3 separate regions of the Pan troglodytes genome follow, and all the other regions are linked to region 1. The links are chromatin contacts, called in public capture Hi-C maps. All regions are on one chromosome and are shown on one strand. Each heading gives the region's core, a stretch centred on a gene start, on an enhancer-like site or on the middle of the called end of the contact. The rest is flanking DNA. Distances are from core to core; before and after follow the strand shown.

Evidence for each region. Capture Hi-C pulls out chosen DNA fragments and counts their contacts.
Region 2: a capture Hi-C map of stem cell-derived neural stem cells shows a contact between it and region 1, with 6 times the contacts expected there. The contact joins two enhancer-like sites. A contact is called at or near these places in 3 of 7 Hi-C or Micro-C datasets (induced pluripotent stem cells and stem cell-derived neural progenitor cells), 1 of 1 datasets of contacts at active chromatin or transcription factors (stem cell-derived excitatory neurons) and 1 of 1 other capture datasets (stem cell-derived neural stem cells).
Region 3: a capture Hi-C map of stem cell-derived neural stem cells shows a contact between it and region 1, with 7 times the contacts expected there. The contact joins two enhancer-like sites. A contact is called at or near these places in 6 of 7 Hi-C or Micro-C datasets (blood, induced pluripotent stem cells, a lymphoblastoid cell line and 2 more), 1 of 1 datasets of contacts at active chromatin or transcription factors (stem cell-derived excitatory neurons) and 1 of 1 other capture datasets (stem cell-derived neural stem cells).

The regions. Positions count from the first base shown.
Region 1 is chr5:18,247,294-18,251,908 of NHGRI_mPanTro3-v2.0_pri, reverse strand. It overlaps EDN1 (endothelin 1), which reads right to left. Exons shown (of 10, transcript XM_063812786.1): 8 at 4,172-4,327; 9 at 3,864-4,007; 10 at 1,062-2,302. The coding sequence ends at 2,197. Among named protein-coding and RNA genes, the nearest start is that of EDN1, 120 kb to the right of the region's middle. Within about 2 kb of position 2,123, at least 1 of the 24 cell types and tissues checked has an H3K27ac peak or open chromatin away from gene starts, as enhancers often do. A contact at or near this core is called in stem cell-derived neural stem cells, where this site is marked.
Region 2 is chr5:17,531,401-17,536,015 of NHGRI_mPanTro3-v2.0_pri, reverse strand. No RefSeq gene overlaps it. Among named protein-coding and RNA genes, the nearest start is that of TMEM170B, 48 kb to the right of the region's middle. Within about 2 kb of position 2,510, at least 5 of the 24 cell types and tissues checked have an H3K27ac peak or open chromatin away from gene starts, as enhancers often do. A contact at or near this core is called in stem cell-derived neural stem cells, where this site is marked.
Region 3 is chr5:17,600,915-17,605,529 of NHGRI_mPanTro3-v2.0_pri, reverse strand. No RefSeq gene overlaps it. Among named protein-coding and RNA genes, the nearest start is that of TMEM170B, 120 kb to the right of the region's middle. Within about 2 kb of position 2,784, at least 7 of the 24 cell types and tissues checked have an H3K27ac peak or open chromatin away from gene starts, as enhancers often do. A contact at or near this core is called in stem cell-derived neural stem cells, where this site is marked.

The DNA of each region.
Region 1 (4,615 bases), core at 874-3,373:
CAAGTTCAGACCAAGCACCTTGTCAACATGGGCAAAACTTCAAAATTTTCTTGAGAGTCACACACTGAGAAACAGTTTATGGATAAAGTAAGCTTTATAAACAATTCCCCAAAGACATTGGACTGTGCCTTAAAGAGAAAAATGAGGATCAATGAGGACGGAGACTCTGCCCAGGACATTGATTACGCACGCCTGAAGACTGTTATTTGAAATCCTTCTGATGTGTCACTGTTAGGACGACAGTGATCACTACATGCTAATATTTGTTAAATGCCAGGAATTCCTTCAGACACTATTAGAGAAGGGCAAGGAAGATTCTCGAGGGCTAATCAAGCTCTTAGAGAATTCAGTTAGTAGTGACCATTTGCAATACTGCAATTGCAATACTGTGCTCTCCAGTGAGCTGACAAGGCCAGCCAAGGCAAAGTGGAGAGGAAGTGGTGCTTTGTGGCAGATGACCTAGAATCAGTACCTGGTGTCTCTACCTCCATGGGCACACGGCCAGTCCTAGGCTATCACGAAGAAGCAATGGTACTCAATGTTCCTTAAGAAACAACATCCTTAATGTGAGAAAATAAAAAGCCATTGGAAACCTCTACTTGCTCTGAGCAGGCCATTTTCTAAAAGCAACTTTGGTATGTAACTTTGTATAATTAGGTATGTTTTGGGGGGTTGTCTTGCCATTACCTCCTTCAGTCCATTAATATGGATAAAGCATCTCTCACCACACCATCAGCTTAAACTGTTGAATCCTGCCTAATAGCCTGAGCCAAGTTAATGGATGAAGTCCCTGGAGAATTTTTCAGGTGAAGGAGAAGCAGGAGGCTGCTACCCAAGAGAAGACAGAGGTGTTAAAGCTGCTTTTTTGTTTTGTGTTTTTACCTCAATGCAGTATAAAATCAACATTTAAGATACAGATAAAATTCTTTATATAATTAGCTTAGACCGTAATATCCTTCTAATTGTCACTTTTCTATGAAACCGTCTTTAACCATTTGCCTTTATAATACTTAATCACTTTGGCCCACTCCTTACAAATTTCAGTAATGATTCCAAATCAGTACAGTAAGGAAAAAAATATTTATTTTCTAAAGTCATTACCTTGACAGGCAAAACAAAGCATGTTCTCAATTTCATTTAGAAATACATATTTTAAAAATACATAGACCAATATGGCCTGCCCAAACAGATATTTAACATGGTAAATATAAGGAATAAATTGTTTGAATATAAATATCTATAAAAAAATAAGTACATCAAAATTCAATCCAACCTCTTTCATTAGCCGGTTATATAAAGGAAAATAATTTTACTGCTTTAAAGCGTAACAAACACTTACTTTTCAATATATTTCATAAACAACCCTATACCATTGTGTCTCCAAAAATCAAGGACAGGGAATCTCCTGATTTAATGATCTTTTTTTTCTTATGGATCAGAGCTAGTAGATTACCATGAAAATATTATATCTACTGCTGACACATTAGACCAGACTTCTACGAGGCTAGGATTTAGTATGGGGGATGGAGGAGGGGGCAGCAGGGGTGGGAAGAGTTTGGGGAGGCAATAATTAAATGTGGGAAATACTTTTGCCAGAGTGCAATATAGGTGAGGTAGACTCATATTCATGAAACATATCCTGATTTATGGTAGTAACAGTTTCATTCAGTTTTGCATTTTACAAATTTAAACAAACAAAAGTCTTTCTTTTTTTTTTTTTTTTTTACTTGCATGTTTGTCTTTTGAGTGTGTTTTCAATTTGTGCATTCCTTAGAAAATCTTTGCGTGGACTTTGGAGTTTCTCCCTGAAATGTGCCAGGCGCCTGAGTCAGACACAAACACTCCCTTAGGGCCTTCGTCAGAAACTCCACCCCTGTGTGGAATCTCCTTCCTCTCTCTCTCTCTGGAGGATGCCACCCGAATTCGAATGTGACTGTGTGCTTCTGCTGAGAGGTCCATTGTCATCCCCAGATGAAAGAAGAGACCAAAGCAGTTACCACTGATGGAAGCCAGTGAAGATGGTTGGGGGAACTCCTTAACCTTTCTTGGAATGTTTTGAACGAGGACGCTGGTCCTTTGCCAGTCAGGAACCAGCAGAGGATGCTCCTGCTCTGATCCCAGCCAGGGTGGAGAGTGCAGAGTCGGCCACAGGGCTCTCCGTGGAGGCTATGGCTTCAGACAGGCCCCGAAGGTCTGTCACCAATGTGCTCGGTTGTGGGTCGCATAACGCTCTCTGGAGGGCTCACCTTTCAGCTTGGGATCATGAAAAGATGATTTGACGCTGTTTTTCATGGTCTCCGACCTAATAAAGCAAGATAAGAGAAAACAAATGTTATTTTAAAAAATCACCCTTTGGCAAAAGAAACATGTAAAATTAGAATCTGGCACAAACAAAACCTGAATCTGGTTGTGAACTTTCACCACCCGCCGCAACTCTTTGATAAAACCTCAAGTGATATCTATTACCGTTGTAAAAATAAAGCCTGCCCCTATGCTTAGAATGGGAGCGAGGGGTCATATGGTCAAGTCTAAGGGGAAGTGGGCAGTAAATACAGGTTTTAAATAAACTAGAGTTGTTCTGGTTTCTTCCGTAGCCCCATCCCAACCTTCATCACTATGCGACCCTGCCTTGAGGAACTCAGCATAGGTTTTGAATAGTTATGGCCATCTTAATAAATTGACGGTGACTTAGTTGAAAAGAGAGAAAAAGAAAAGAAGCATACAGTAGGCCCAGAGCAAATACTTTATGGCAATTATTTTTAAAAAGATTTTTTTTTTTGCAGGCCTGATGTTTTACAGGAGAAATACAGAGGGAAGAACTGTAATGTTGATTTAATAGTTGGCATAATAAAAACCCATAAAAAATTCCAGGTTAGTTCAGAAACTGATCTCGTGGGGAGCATTACTGGCCTGCGACCATAAATATGGATACTCTCATAAGCAGGTGTGAAGAAACCGATAGCTGAGGCTGCCCCACAAATCAGTAGTAAACAACTCAGAAGTAGTTCATGACTGCCTGGCCTGAGCTCAGAACACTTTAATCATAGAACTTCTTGCCACTGGATTTCTAGGAAAAGTCTCCATAGACCATGATAGAAAAATGCAGAACATGTGATAGATCAGAGAGTAGGTTTCCTCCTTTGAGCTTGTGAATTCCAAAAAGTTTAGGATTTGGAAGGGTTATCACCAAAGAGCAGCTCAGAGCAACTCTATGATGTTGCCTAATCCAGATCCCTTCTCTGTCCCAGCACATGACTGACCAGGAAAAGAGAGAGCTTTTTGGAATGACATTGGCTCTGCACCAAACACATTTCCCTATTAAAAAAAAAAAAAAAAAAAAAAAAAGACCATAAACCTGAAAAACAGCATGTTCTAAACTCCACCAACCCTATCTAATGACTTTATTTTTCCTTTGGCCATCTGAATAACTGCAACTTATTGAAGAATTTGATTATCCATGACATTTTGATTCTTCTTCTAAATGTCCTCTCCCCAAAATGATTTTTGATTTCTCAGGGAAAGTGGTAAATACATTGACTCAGAGAGGCAAAGGCTGTATATAACCCAATGACAAAGGCATCTCTGGATATATTTTGGTTGGGAAATCTACCTGTAGATGAAATGGTATGTGCTAAAAGTACAGAGGACATCAGTTTGCATTCCAGAGCTTCTTGGAAATATTTAAGAGGGATTCTTTTGCTCCTTTTAATCTATAGGATGCATAGATCTCCTCTGCTACTGTTTTCTAAAAGTCTTTCACCTGCCCGAGTAAGAAGGGCTGTAGGAACAGGCTGCTGGCATCAATGACCGGGGCTAGTTGTTCTTGTCAACCTCTTACCTAATTTTTCTTCCTTCCCTCTTACCTGGTTTGTCTTAGGTGTTCCTCTGAACTTCTTCTGATTTTTCTTCCTCTCACTAACTGCTGATAAATACACTTTTTCCCAAGCTTGGAACAGTCTTTTCCTTTCTTATGATTATTCCAGTCTTTCTCCATAATGTCTTCAGCCCTGTTAAAATACACAAGGAAAAACATTTCAGCAATGTTATATTCAGCTTTACCCTGACTTTCAATGTCTCTGTTAGTCTCTCTAAAATAGGAAGGCAGTACCATGATAGGAAGGAGTTCAGGAGGCTGTTAAACTGATTGAAAAGCAAAGGTGTTTCTGCTCACCTGAGTTCTTTTCCTGCTTGGCAAAAATTCCAGCACTTCTTGTCTTTTTGGTTAGCACATTGGCATCTATTCTCACGGTCTGTTGCCTTTGTGGGAAGTAAATTCTCCAAGGCTCTCTTGGACCTAGGGCTTCCAAGTCCATATGGAACAACGTGCCTATTATCCAAAGAGAGAAAGAAACTATATTAGCATAATTAATAGTCTTTAAAATGACACATGGGCACACCCATTCCACTGGGCACACAAGGAGCTCATCACATAGCACTTGGGAGCATCATTTCAGAGGGTAAAGTGTAACAAGAGCCAGGAACACCTGTGCATCAATGGCCCTGACTGTATGTATCCAGGCAGGAGAAAACAAGTTTTTCTAATTCAGTGGAATTCCATTTCAACTCTTCACAAAGTTCAGTTTCTTCTTGACACAAGCAACATTGCTTTTTTGTC
Region 2 (4,615 bases), core at 1,261-3,760, 720 kb after region 1:
TCTGCTCTTAACATGCACATCTGTTCAAACAGCTGTCCAGGTCTCATAAGAGACCTTTGTTTAACCAAGTAAGTGGCTTTCTTCATTTATTAAAAGCATTTTACCTTTCCCTCAAATAAGAACAGATTGTGAGGACAAAATGACATTATAGATGTGAAAATGGTTTGAGAGTAAAAGTTGAATTCCAACATTATTACAATGATGACCCTATCAGTAATATAGGCTTTACATATATCCTCTAGGCACTTGTAAAAAATGAAAAACAGGCCAGGCACAGTGGCCCATGCCTGTAATCCCAGCACTTTGGGAGGCCAAGGCAGGTGGATCACCTGAGGTCAGGAGTTTGAGACCAGCCTGGCCAACACGGTGAAACCCCATCTCTACTAAAACCACAAAAATTGGCCAGGCATGGTGGTGGGCACCTGTAATCCCAGCTACTTGGGAGGCTGAGGCAGGAGAATCACTTGAACCTGGGAGGCAAGAGGTTGCAGTGAGCCAAGATCGCGCCATTGCATTCCAGCCTGGGCAACAAGAGCGAAACTCTGTCTTAAAAAAAAAAAAAAAGCCAGAAGTTATGTGAAAAGCTGAATTTAGATCAAGACACTGTGTGCGTATATATTCTTGCATGTGCATATATGAACACATATGTTTGTGTATGATGTTGGCCAAGACATGTAACCTGTATGCCTCAGTTTCTGGATCAGCAAAATTGGAATAATACCTCTGCCTTGTTGAATTGCAAAAAAGGGAAAAAAAACAGAAGTTAGAGTTTAGATTTGAAATTTTCTTCCCTTCTCGTTCACCTTGCAAAAAATCCTCTAAGTTAAACAAGTTTCAAATGAATCTGGACGTAGACTAAGGCTCAGAACTACATGGACATGTTAAGTGTCAAACGCTTGGAGCCAAACTGGTCCTGGCCTAGGAAAGTCTGAGAATAACAGGCCTATACTGATGCTGTCCTGTTAAAAGTTTCAACTTCCATTTATGAGAAAGCAAAAAGAGTTGACGTGTTTTCAGGTTTACTGAAGAAGAAATTGGCATAGAGAGATTAAGTCTAATGTGAGGTCTCATAGGCACAAAGGGTCAGAACCTGGGAGAAGACCCAGGTCTCATATCATCCCCTCTCAGGTAACATGCACAGGGCTTTCAAAAGTCACGAGTCTCAAGAAATAGGAATGCTTTTACGCTATTGATGGGAATGTAAATTAGTTCCACCATTGTGGAAGACAGTGTGGTGATTCCTCAAGGACCTAGAACCAGAAATACCATTTGACCCAGCAATCCCAATACTGGGTATATATCCAAAGAAATATAAATCATTCTACTATAAAGACACATGCACATATGTTTACTGCAGCACTATTTACAATAGCAAAGACATGGAACCAACCCAAATGCCTATCAATGATAGACTGGATAAAGAAAATGTGGTACATATACACCATGGAATACTATGCAGCCATAAAAAGGAATGAGATCATGTCCTTTGCAGGGACATGATGAAGCTGGAAGCCATCATTCTCAGCAAACTAACACAGGAACAGAAACCCAAACACCACATGTTCTCACTCATAAGTGGGAGTTGAATAATGAGAACACATGGACACAGGGAGGGGAACGACACACACCAGGGCCTGCTGGTGGGTGGGGGGCAAGGGAAGGGAATCTAGAGGATGAATAAATAGGTGCAGCAAACCACCATGGCACACGTATACCTATGTAACAAACATGCACGTTCTGCACATGTATCCCGGAACTTAAAGAAAAAAAAAAAAGTCACGAGTCTCTCAAAATTGTAGTTTCCTCAACCCTACATCTCCCACTCATCTCTGTACCTTCTCCTATTTTCCACATCAAAGATAGCACAAGCATCTTCTTTTAACACATTTTGGAGTCACCCACCGACACCAATTCCCACGAAAAGTAAGCCAAGTGTAGTTTTTTTTTTTGTTTTTTGTTTTTTTTTGGCAACAGAGTCTCACTCTGTTGCCCAGGCTGGAGTGCAGTGGTACCATCTCAGCTTACTGCAACTTCCACCTCCCGGGTTCAAGCGATTCTCCTTCCTCAGCCTCCCAAGTAGCTGGGATTACATGTGCCCGCCAACATGCCCGGCTAATTTTTTTGTATTTTTAATAGAGAGGGTGTCTCACCATGTTGGCCAGGCTGGTCTCGACCTCCTGACCTCAAGTGATCCGCCTGCCTCGGCCTCCCAAAGTGCTGGGATTACAGGCATGCGCCATCTGTAGTTCAGTCTGAACCTCATGTCTGAAGTTCAGTCCTGATTGAGGACCCTGAGTGCAGGGGCACGTGTGTCCCCATGGCTGCTGTAGGCCACACTGTGGGAAAACAAAACTCGCGCTTTTACAACCAGAACTCTGGAGCTGAAAAGACCAACCCTCCCTCTCTGAGTTTGAACTAAATAGTTTGTCTCTGTAGCATAGTAAACAAAGCAGAGCAGCTCACTAGCAACAGGATCCGCGGTGGTTGGTGACTATGTGCACAGCTGATGGGTAAGTCCCGGCCATCTTTCAGGATTCATTTATGCTGGCCGCCTTGGCTTCCTCATCTTGTACATATTTGGTTTAGAGAATGCGAGGAATTTGCTAGCTGAGCAAGTTTATTCATCCTGCTTTCTAACTAGGCTCTTTCCCACGGAGGTATGTTTCTAAAATTTCCCTCAGCAGGCTTTGCTGCAAAAGCAGTGCGGGGTTCAACGGGACCATTTAAATCTAAAATAAATCCTCCCTAGAAATGCACTGTTCTCTGTCAGGACAGAATCTGGCTCTGTCTTCGAAACAGAAGTGCCTGAACTTATTACCAAAACTTCTAGCAAAGGCTGGAAGGACATCATCCCTCTATGTGCAGACAATACATTGAAAGAGGCCAATGGGACAAAGGTTATTTTGTAAGCACTCACTGCGTGCAACATGAGATGTCATTCCGTTTTACTAATGTGAGAACTGACTGTTGCAGAAGTTAAATGACTTGGACAAGTTCAATTACTAAGTGGTAGAGCAGGAATTTAAAACCCAGTCTCATGACACAAGGCAGATTGCATATGTGTGCATAACCCCAAGTTGACCAACTGTATAACTAAATGTCACTAAGAAAGCATAGACTACTAAATTAGATACTAAGATGTCAAGGCTTGCATCTGTAATACTAGCTATTTGAGAGGCTGAGGCAGGAGGATTGCTTGAGGCTAGGAGTCAGAGACCAGCCTGGGCACCAAACACAGTGTGACTCTCTCTAAATAATAAATAAAATACACTAGGTAAAATAAATAAATTAGATAAAACCATTATGCACTGAGTTGGAATTTAAGAAAAATATATAAATCAAAGTCTAGATTAATGACCTACAAAAATCATAAACTAAAGTGATTTTCTAATTTGCAAACAACCCTGATAGGTTGTTTCTAATTTGCAAACAACCTATCTTAATAATTCTTTGGAAAGTTAAATTGGCTAGTGATGACATGAAGAAACCTTAATTTTTCTCATATTCAATTTTCTGGTGTGCATTTCTTTTGGGAAAAAAAAACATTAAATGTATCATATGGAAATGAATCCAAAAGTAACAATCAGTTAATTTCAGTTCATAGGTAATGTCCAAGGCAAAAGCAAGGAGAAAAATAAAATAGAACCACTGCACCATCTAGTGACGGAACTCTTGCTTTACAAGAAAACCACCTGATACAATTACATTTTGCAAATCAGTCCCCAGAACTTTCTGAGCCTGAAGAATATTCATAAAATTGTCCAAAAGAAGAATGCCTAGTGACAATGAATCATAGAAAATTAAGAGCAGACAGGATAGATTCCTCTCCTAAGTTTCCATTTGGAAGCTAGAGGCAAACCCAATTTTCAGTCCTCAAAGAGTAGGTGCCATGGATCCTGTTTACTTTCCCCTCTGCACCCAGAAGCTTGATGTAGTATTTTATGAGCTAATAAGGGTTTGAAGCCGGGCATGGTGGCACACACCTGTAATCCCAGCTACTCAAGAGGCTAAGGAGAAGGACCGCTTAGGCCCAGGAGTTCGAGACCAACCTGGGCAACACAGTGAGCAATCCACTCTCAAAAACAAAATAATAAAGGTTCAACTGCAAAACACAGATGGTGTAAGGACGTATTCAGTACTGAAATGTTTCTCCACAAGCCTGACTAGGACTCATTCATAATGGTAAACACAAGGCTCAGTTTAAGACTAAAGCGTCTTCCTTCTAATTACCTTCCCCTGTAGTTTTGTCCAATGTAGGTGGTGATAAATCTGAAATTTACTAGCCAGGCATGGTGGTGCACACCTGTATTCCTAGCTACTGGGGAGGCTGAAGAGGGAGGATCACTTGAACCCAGGAGGTCAAGGCTGCAGTGAGCTAATTACACCACTGCACTCCAGGCTGGGCAACAGAGTCAGATCTCATCAATCACTCATTAAATCTGAAATAAGTAAATCTGAAATTTAATGTCTTATTTGAATGCTCAGCAAATAACAAAATGCCCAAAGAAAACTGACTTATTTTTTTAAATTACAAAAATATTACTTCAAGGGCCAAAAAAGATACTAGAACTAAAATAGAAAACTTTTTTGGATCTCAAGATTTATATTTTGTCCA
Region 3 (4,615 bases), core at 1,535-4,034, 650 kb after region 1:
ACTGCACTCCAGCCTGGGCAACAGAGCGAGACACCATCTCAGGAAAAAAAGAAAAAAAGAAAGAAAGAAAAGAACCACCCCATCCAAAGGACAAGGCAGCTGGGGTGTTTCTGCACCAATTCCCACCAGTCATCAGCGGAGCACTGTTCCCAAAAGGGGCTGTTCCCTGCCCTTCTGGTCTGCCTCACATGGTCAGAGTAACCTCTGGAAGCCAGAGAGTCTTCAGGTAGAGATGTGAACGCAGGCAGTTGGGAGTCTGGGTGCGTGCACCAAAATGAAAAGGGTCCAAGAGATGTGGTCCTGTGGGGCACTGGCCTTGAAAGACACATGAAAAGCACAAGGCACGGACTTTCTTTAACCAGAGATTTCTCTGACAATGCCAAAAGAATGGGCTGAGGTAGCTGGAAAGCAAAGGCAAAGTTTGTTCTGTGTTTGCCAAATTACATTATCAGTTGTACTCAAATCTTCATTATGTTTCTTTTGTATATGTAAGGACATTGATTAGAAAAGAGACAAATGGAATGGGAATATAGAGCAGGATTTGGAGACCTTCAATTTCCCCAACCCACAACCCACCCTGAGCTCCCTCCTCCTCTGCGTTCCCCGGTTAGGCTCTTCATGTCTGGCCTGAAGACACTGTTACCTTCTCTCAGTGGCTATCAGTTACCTTGGCAGAGGGACAGACTCACTTAATGCTCTATCCCTACCCCCACCTCTCACCTTTACACACTCATCTTCCACATCCCCAGACTTGTAACTAAAGTCAGACCCCAGCACTTACTAGGGGAGAAGGGAATTCAACCACCAAAAGACTTACAGGACTTAATTATATTGGCAAAGATGTGGGAATATGTGAGGAAAGGCATCCTGAAGGCTATTGGTCAAGAGGAAGGAACATCACTTTGATCAGGGTAAATGTGGGTGCACTGTGCACTCACCCACGATTCTGGATCTAGTGGTGATAGCTGGGGCAGCTGAGAGTGGTTCTGATAGTTTACTTGCTGGCCCAAGAAGTCCAGGGCTCCATTGGAAGTACAATCTAGGGAAAGTTGAGAAGCTAGAAACTGTAAGGTTCAATATAACAAAAGAACTCATAGGTGTCAAGAGAGGAATGTGGCTGTAGCCTTACAGGCAATCCCGTCATCAAAGCCTGGGATAGACACTGGTAAGGCAAACACCAGCATCTTCGAAAAGAGTGTAGAGGCTCTTCTCTGTGAGTTGGGAATAGTGGTGGAAGATGCTACCATCAAAAAGGACTGCTTGATACCAAGCATGTGGGAAGGGCCCGGGTGGAAAAGGACAAATAGGTACACTAGACTAGTAAGATAGAAATGGGTATAGTCATTTTACAAGACATTAGGGCTTACCAGAATGAACTGAACTGCAGGAATCTTAGGGTGTGGCCAGTTGATTGCAGGATTTCTGGCCTAACTTGGCGTATAACTGAAAAAACTCCAGGTCTGGTGAATGGGGGCTGCTATTACATCAGAAATTTGGGGTCGTGTCTAAGACCCAGTCAGTTCCCAGACCCACATCCCTTTACTAAAGGGAAAATAGGGATGCTTAAGGTAGCACTTTCTGCTAAAATTGCCAAGTATGTTCTGTGACTTTTCCTCTTAGCCTTCCCCAGTGGTACTTGGGTCCATTTAAACAGGTTACTGTACTGGGGGAAAAATGCCCAAACTTTTCTCAAATATTTGGACACTGGCTCCAAGCCAACCATACCACAGACCACCTATCAAAGCAGGCGACTAGTAGAGATCTGGTAATTGATAGAGTTTTGATGTGTGTGTGTGTGTGTGTGTGTGTGTGTGTGTTGACCTTTCTTCTCCCATTTGGCAGAGGAAAAGTATACCAAACACAGAGGAAAGTGGAGAACTCATGGTGAGTTTTTACTCCTGTAACTGCATCCATTCCTGCTTCGCTTACTGAGTTCCCTCCACACTTGCATCTCAAACGCTGAACTCAAACTTGTCATTCTCCCTCTCCTCCCATGGCCTTTGAATTTGCAATTCCCTGGCCTAAATCTTCCTCTCACCTCTTCCCATCCCTTTGCCTAATTACTTCCTCCTCATCCTTCAAATCTCAGCTCCAGGGTCCCTCGTTAGGGAACACTGCCTGTTCCCATCACTCCACGAATCTAGGTCAACTTCATTAGCTCCACATCATCCCAGTACAGCAATCTTTGCTTTTAAAGCACCTCCTGCAGCTTGTTGATGCACATTCATGCGAGTGGCTTGACGAGTATCTGCTTCTTCCTCTAGACTAGAAGCAGCCCAAAGCTGGAACGTAGTTTTGGTTACCACCCTTCCCCTGGCTTCTAAATACGACGGCTGGCACAGTGAACACTCAATAAATATTCATCAAATGAATGGATGAATGAATACATAAATGAATGCACACCTCTTTTATTAAAAAAAAACCACTTCTTAAGAATTGAAATTTAGCAATAAATTGGCCAATGTTTTTCCTATCTTTAGCGTGCCAGCACTTTCTTCTGGAGACCATGAGCAGGGGCAGAAAGACATCATCCCCAGCAGCACTCACATCTGAAAGCAGGCGGGTGTCCCTCTGCAACAACCCCTGCTCAGTTAGATTGCTTTAGGATACCCTCTTTTCCAAACAGAACAAAATTTTAACCAGACCATAAAAGCTGGTTTGGGATCTGAAAGAATAAGATTGTGCAGCAAATGATAAAAAGGAAAAACCCAGCCATGCCGCCCCGTTCTGCCTTTTGTTTGGGCATCCTGTGTCCTGCTAGGCCTAGAAGGGGGTTGATGGAACCGTTTGTTGGCTGAGAGACTGGATTTTAATTGTCCTGCAAAGCTCCAATAAAGCTTTGTTTCAAGTCTTGAATTTCATCCATGTTTCCCTTTTAACAAACTTCAAGGAAATAACTCACCCTGAACTGCCACAGTGTACTGCCAAAGCGCTAGCAAATAAGAAAGGCACATGCTTCCTGAATTTGGGTGAATGAACCAACAACACTCACTTTAAAGGGTTTTCTTTTTCTTTTTTTTTCCTTTTAACTAGGAGAGAGAATGCTGACCAGGCTTTCCCTCAGCAATTTTTCTAATGAAAACATTTGGTGCCACCTGGTGGCCAAATTTACACGGACGCCTCAGCCTTCACAGAGTATAAATGTCTCCCGGTTGAACTGGATATTAAAAACCCTGGTGCTACTCGGGAGGCTGAGGCAGAGTGGCGTGAACCCGGGAGGCGGAGCTTGCAGTGAGCCAAGATCACGCCACTGCACTCCAGCCTGGGCGACAAAGCGAGACTCCGTCTCAAAAAAAAAAAAAAAACAAAAAAAAACCCTGGTGCAACCAATTTGGTAAATTTCTAAGAATATAGAGAATTTAAATTTCTCCTTATTGAAGACAAAATTCCCCACCTGCGTTCCACCACACCTCTTGGGGACAATTTGTTTTCCTGAACAGGTGGCTTTCTTTAAGTGAACATTTTCTCTAAGGTAATATGCTACATGCAGAGTTCACTTTTGAGCTAAAAGAAGGGCAAGAACTGTAAATAATTATTGTGGCATGAGAGAAGGAGAAGGAATTGCCCAGAAATCCTTTAGGCCCCTTCAGTGTCTACTGGCCTAGGATTCCAAAAAGGTTTGAGAATGTTTCTCATACTCATATTTGGCCCAAGCACACGGGTCCAGTGGGTCAACTTTCACTTTGAGAAAAGCTTCAAATTCCACATTCTTGGATAAAACATAAATAGAGCCCAGTTAGTCCCTCTCAGGCTTTTATGAACTAGAATCATATTTCTTAACCTATCATTCCTGAGTGTGAGAAAAACAAGAGGAATGATATGTAATGTCTTAACAAGCTGTGCTAGGATACCAATTTTAACTGGCCAATAGAACCAACACAGATTATGTTTTAGAGAAATCTAATCCCTTATAAATCAGCTGTGTGTAAAAACCTTCACAAAAACAAGTGATGTGTTGTGAGTAGCAAGGAGAAAAAAAAAATTCTCCTGGAAATGTGTGGGTCTATCCGGAGACAAGCGCTGCTTGCCTCGTGCTCCATACTCCGAAGGGCAATTCATGTTAAAGGCAGTAGTGGGCTGGCCCCCTTTATGCTGAACATAGGAAATACAGAAAAACATCTACGAGACTGAGCAAAGTGGTAGTATTTCGTGCACTGGCTGGCTCAGCACCAAAATTCAAATCAATTTTGAATTGAATTCTTCTCCAGAGAGAAGAGCCCCCAGAAACAGCCCAGCAAGAGCTTGGAGGGTTCAATGATCATTTAATTTAAGCCCCTCTTTTTACAGACAAATGAACACAGGCCCCCAAGAGTTTAGGTGATGTTCCCATGGGCCCTTATCAAGTTAGAGCAGAGCCCAGGGAGAGAGAGAGTTGAGGTCCTCCGCTCTCTGCTTCTGCCTCCACACTCTGCTTGCTCTGACCTACGTCCTCCCACCGGCGATGCAGAACTTCAAAGGGATGGAAAAGGTGGCAAAGTCACCAGTGAATCTGTGTGATATACATAACTGATGACTTCCTCCTTTAAAAATTGTTTTGAGATAGGGTCTTGTTCTGTTACCCAGGTTGGAGTGCAGTGACACAATCGTAACTTGAAATCCTGGGCTCAAGTGAGCC